Regions from separate parts of the Mus musculus genome. Here region 2 is linked to region 1. Evidence: chromatin contacts called from public HiChIP or PLAC-seq data. All regions are on one chromosome and are shown on one strand. The core of a region is the stretch at or near the end of the contact, and the rest is flanking DNA. Distances in the headings are between cores, read along the strand shown.

Region 1 (2,700 bases), core at 189-2,688:
GGGTTCCTCTTCTCCCTACACCTTTACACTTCTGCACCCCTGCCCAATGCAGGCCTTTCCCCCGAGATATGTGCTGGGTAAATCTCCAACTGATGTAAGCAAAAAAGGCAGGAAAGGTAAGTGGCAGACAGAGGACAGCCTAGAGGCACTGAACCTTGGGCTTGGGTCTTGGAGAGAAAGTCTAGTGACAAAGACAATGTATCCAGTTTGTGGAGTGTGTACCCAGCTCACATATTTATCTAGAGCTGAATTTATGTCTGATCCTGCCCTATGAACAAGGAGAAAGAAATGATCCCTGATGTCCAAGATCTCCAGAACCGCAAGTTTTCCCGGCTCTAGGTACCAGCCGCGTATGCACCCACCTCTGTCTGGTGATGAGATTGATGTAGTGTCGCAGAGCGGAGTAGTATCTGGCCATGTCCTCTGCTGGCGCGTCCTCGCCCGGATTGTCCGGCTTGGAGGGGTACCCCTCAGCCAGAATGCCCAAACACACGAGCAGAGATAGAGCGAGGGTCAGTCCACACAGCCCCATTCGCTTGTTACCTAGCATCTGTGGATACAGAAGGCTCAGACTTGGAGATGCTGAGATTGCTCGTCTTTGTCCCAATTCCAGCTATCACTCTAGACCCTCATCTAATCCCATCCCAGACCCTAGAATAAAAGCCCAGACTGGGCAGGCGCCACTTCCAAATCTTTAGAAGACCACTTGCCCCGACCTGGATCTTCTGCCCCGTCCACATATTTCAGAAAACTTCCTCCGATTCTCCTGGTGAGAGGCAGAGGTCCCCTTTTCAGAACAGAATTGGAAGTTCTGCCCTCTATCTTAAAGAATGACCACTTTTCTCCTCTCGTTCCTAAATCACCCTTGGAGGAGAAAACTTTTCTTCTGGGTTGCTTTTGATTTGTGTGGCTACAAGCGCTGTGACAGTCGGATACCCAGAGGCTCAGTTCGGATTTTGGAGGCAACAGAGCTCACCGTGCTAGAGACAATACTTGGGGGAATCTCCCACTAGGAGCACACATGCAATCTGGGTTCCTGGTTGTAACCAACCAACCAACCAAACAAACAAACAACCAAACAAAACCCCACCGCTGCCCTGGGATAGGTGTTCCCAGGTTCTTCTCCCTACCCTCAAAAGATAAGAGGCACGGAGGCGGGGCGCCCAGATTGGAGGGTCCCGGGGAAGGGCAGGTGGACAGTAGAACCTGAGTCCAGCAAGTGAAATTTAGGCGCCCCAAAGAGCTGGGTGTCAAGCTGGCAGAGCAAGCTCAGGGGACCGGCTGCGGGGCAAGTTCACTGGCGTCTGGGAGCCCGCGCCCCTGTCCCAGTTGATCCTGGCACTCACCGTGGCGGGCGGGCAGTCGTCGCTGAGCGGCGGGTGCTCTGCTCTGGGTGCCTCTGTGAGAGAAGAGATCCACCGGTGGGATGCGGAGAGCGGGTCGCCCACAGGCTTTTATGGAGCGCCCTTGTCGCGGCAGGAGGGGCCTCGGGGGCAGTCACGCCCGGGTGACTCCCACAGCCACTTCCCGCCCCCAGCGGCGGGGGAGGAGGCTGGAGCCACTGCCGCTCGAGTGGCGGCGTCTGGAGCCACCCACACCCCAATTCTAAGCGGCCCGCTCTGCGGGGAGAAGGGAACAGTCAAGAGTGAGCACCCTCGGAGCCCTCTCTCTATCCCCGACCGTCGAGTCCCGCTAGGGAGATGAAGCGGGACCGCTTAGGTTGCCTGTCGCGGGAATTGTCAGCTCTCTGCGTGCGGGTCTGTAGGGACCTGAATATTCTACTTGGGGAGCATATCTGGGGCCCGCGGGATAACTGCGCGCTCTGGGAGGGAGGCAGGCGAGCGAGGTTTTTCCCGCTCCCGGTGCAGGTGTGCGGGACCGCAAGGTCCCAGTGGCTTCCATAGACCCATTGGATCTACTGGTCTCCCCAAAAGGTGGGCCCTCCCCCAAGCACTCTCCCCAACGCTGCTAGCCGGGTTCGGCCTCAGCCAGAAACTCCCCGAGGCTGCCACTGGGAGCCCGCGGTCCATGAGCTTCTGTATCTAGAGTGGAAAGTGGCGGCGATTCGCACCCCTGTCTGTAAACCCTGTGAAGTCCCGAGTGAGCTTGGTTAGCGTCTGAATGAGCACTTGCTTTCAGATTGAAATGGAGCAGATTAAAAAACCAACACCAGTGTGCTTGTCGCGTTAAACTTGTTGAATAAATATGAACGATATTGAAGTTATGTTTACCAGATAGGGATTTTTACAAGGTACGCTTGAGTAAGTGCCCCTGGAAGTTTGAATCTAAGTGAAATGGTCCATTGCTAAAGTGGAATTTACGCGTTATTTTAAAGCTAAACTAAATGATTTCGTTTGAGTGTCACTTTGCGGGTTGTTTAAATAGTGCTAAATTGACTACTAATAAGAGGGAGAGAGGGAGGGAGGGAGAGAGGGAGGGAGGGAGGGAGGAAGAGAGAGAGAGAGAGTGAGAGAGAGAGAGAGAGAGAGAGAGAGAGAGAGAGAGAGAGAGAGAGACTATGTGATCGAATGATAAACCAGAACAACAATATCCCTCGCAGCTGGAAGACTTCACTTTCCCTACGTCAGAAACCTGCACCAGGGCCACAAACACTGAGCTGTCAGGGCTGCTTTTGTGCCCACATGAGGACATTTGATAAAAGGCAAAGCATCTAACAAGTCCTCTCTGATAAGGAGGAAG
Region 2 (2,700 bases), core at 156-2,655, 97 kb before region 1:
ACAGTGGAAAGCCCATACAGAGATCTATCCCCTACGCAGAGAGTTGACTCTTTTGGGCGAATGTAGAGTCTGTGTTAGTCTGGGGTCCTCAAAGAGGCGGGCCAATGAGACAGATAAACAAGTAGGTAAAAGATAGTAAAGAGATGATTATATAGGTGTGTGTGTGTGTGTGTGTGTGTGTGTGTGTGTGTGTGTGTTATGAGAGTGCTGGATGGATGGATGAATGGACAGATGAGAGGGCATGTATTATGGAAATTGACTCACAAATTATGGATACCATCTTCAGGCTGGAACCCTGGGAGGCTGCTAGCCTGTTTTCAATCTATATCTTGGACCTCAGAACCAGAGATGCTGATGGAATAGCTCTTAGTTTAAGGCTAATGACCTGAGAACCTGGGAAGTCAGTAATGTAAGCTCCCAAACTCTGCCATCCAGGCATAGAGAGGAAGAATAAATCCCAGTGCAGGAGATGAGTAAGACTGACTGTTTCTGTTTCATTCTCCTCGGACCTGGACTGATGGGATGGTGACTGGTCCACCAGTTTCATGGACTCCTGCTCTGGTAAACCCTCAGAGTTGCTCATCAAAAGAATGCTGTTCCAAGTACTCCTTAATACAAGCAGGTTTTCACCTAACACTGCTCAGCACAGAGGCCCCTGGCAGGACACTAAAGGTATATCATTATTTATTTAATTTATCTCTCGTTGGCACCTACAGTGTTTCTAGGATTTTGCCCTAGATAAATTCCTGCAAGCATATTTTCTTGGGAAATGGGTGTGACTATTATTGATTTTGACAACTGTTACAAATTTGATCTTTCTAGTCAGTGTAACAATGTTTACTCTCCTCTTTTACTCTCCACCAGTAGGGACAGGCTTCCATGAATGAGTGGTCCCACCATGGCCTTCTGTTTAGAAATAGGGACAGGTCATTTGGTGAACTGAAGGGACCCTAGTGGGACTGTCAAATCTTTCTTTGTTACAGCTCTCACCTCTAAACAAGCCTTCCTGCACTGTGTGCAGCAAGAACCTAGCTAGGCCTTCAAGGTTGAGGACTTTAAGAAAGCCAGTTTGGCCCGGCCCTCTATAGCCCCAGTGGACCAGCTTGTGCACCCAGGACCTTGCCAGGACTGTGGAGCTACTGTAGGTTTGTGCTCATATCTCAAATGATGCTGTGGTTAGATGAGATTTCTAAACACTCTGCCTCCCTCCCTCCCTCCCTCCCTTCCTTCCTTCCTTCCTTCCTTCCTTCCTTCCTTCCTTCCTTCCTTCCTTCCTTCCTTCCTTCCTTCCTTCCTTCCTTTTTTCTTTTTGTAAGGGTTTGCCCAGGAAACATGCCCTTCTCTGGGTGTTCCACTAGAGGGTGCTTCAGCTATGCATATTTACATATGGGTAAGTAAACGAGGCCTATGTTGTTCGAGTGGGCTGCACACGCATGCCAAACAGCTGCCTTTTCTGTGAACCTTTGGTGCTGTAGAACTACAGCCGATTTTTCATTCCTCCCAGTGCTACCTTGCCTCCCAGGTGGCTTTTCCAATATCCTCCCTCTCTCATGACCCAAGGGCGTGGGGACTAAAGATCTACCAGGATGGAAACCAGTAGTAATGATGGGGAGGGGGCTTATGAATTGGATTTGTGCCTTGTTCCCTTTCCCTAGAAGATGCTTTGGGGGAGGACTTGGGCTTCTCCAAGGATTGCTCTGACACACAGGACAGCGATGGCTAAATCTTAGTGAAAAGGGGAGGGGTTCAACGTTCTGGAGTTCCTGTGTGCAGTCAGGTGGAACTGTAAGTGACTGGTGCTACTAGAAGTGACCAAGGCTCCCTGGGCTGTGGGAAGTGGGGTAAAGGAATGAGAGCTGTTAAGTCAACCACTCTGAAATCAGGAATCATGGGAGAGAGGCAAAAAGATTCAGATTTTTAAAGGAGATTTCTTTTTGAGCAAAAGAGTTGTAGAAATCAGTTAAAACAATTGCTTTTGTCCAGACGCTTCAAGTAGAATAAATAACAAAACTGGAGTCTGGACTTTGAAAATAAGAGCCTGCATGCTGTGAGATGATGACGGGAGCCATCTTAAAATATTTGGAACTAAGGGGAAAACATAACTGAATGGGATAACGAGCGACATCCTTACAACATCTTGCTGTGTGTTAGAACCATTGGGAAGACCTTACAAAGCCTTTGTTGTCTGGGGATAGGAATGCTGCATACATTTTTATTTTTACGTTTCTCAGGTGCTTCTATTGCACATCCAAGTCCACAAGCCATGGCCTAGATCGATAGTTCTCAAACCTAAACAAAGACCAGAATCTGCTGAAGGGCTCTTGGGCATAGAGTGGGGCCACACTCCAGACTTTATGCTTCAAAGGGTCTGGGCTGAGGGCCCAAGTGAGGGCTGGAAATGTGGTTAGTCTTAATTGAGATGCATGGTAAATGCTTTGAAATACGTAACAGACTCAGAAACGGTGTAAAACAATTTCGTAAAGTTATCTCAGTATTTTATATTGATTGTATGATAAAATTAGAGTATGTTGAATCTAGTGGGGGACATTTCATCTGATTATTTTCACCTTCTAAAATGTAAGTACAGAGGTGGCACATTTTACATGGGATTACACTGGATTTCTGTTGACCGTCCCTGGTTTGTGGACTGACTATGTGCTGGAGACGGGACCTATGGTATGCATGCTCTCCACTGCGAGT

Evidence for each region. HiChIP or PLAC-seq counts read pairs in DNA pulled down with a chosen protein or histone mark.
Region 2: a contact with region 1 is called in an H3K27ac HiChIP or PLAC-seq map of SST interneurons, with 2.1 times the contacts expected there. The contact joins the enhancer-like site here to the promoter of Npy in region 1. A contact is called at or near these places in 5 of 39 promoter capture datasets (cranial neural crest, embryonic stem cells, hippocampal neurons and 2 more), 10 of 484 Hi-C or Micro-C datasets (the N1E-115 cell line, bone marrow-derived macrophages, embryonic fibroblasts and 6 more), 9 of 115 datasets of contacts at active chromatin or transcription factors (SST interneurons, a beta-TC-6 cell line, bone marrow-derived dendritic cells and 4 more) and 1 of 9 other capture datasets (embryonic stem cells).

What each region holds. Positions count from the first base shown.
Region 1 is chr6:49,821,448-49,824,147 of GRCm38.p6, reverse strand. It overlaps Npy (neuropeptide Y), which reads right to left and starts at 1,438. Exons shown (of 4, transcript NM_023456.3): 1 at 1,347-1,438; 2 at 363-550. The coding sequence starts at 550.
Region 2 is chr6:49,918,361-49,921,060 of GRCm38.p6, reverse strand. No RefSeq gene overlaps it. Among named protein-coding and RNA genes, the nearest start is that of Npy, 97 kb to the right of the region's middle. Within about 2 kb of position 1,405, at least 6 of the 459 cell types and tissues checked have an H3K27ac peak or open chromatin away from gene starts, as enhancers often do. A contact at or near this core is called in the N1E-115 cell line and SST interneurons, where this site is marked.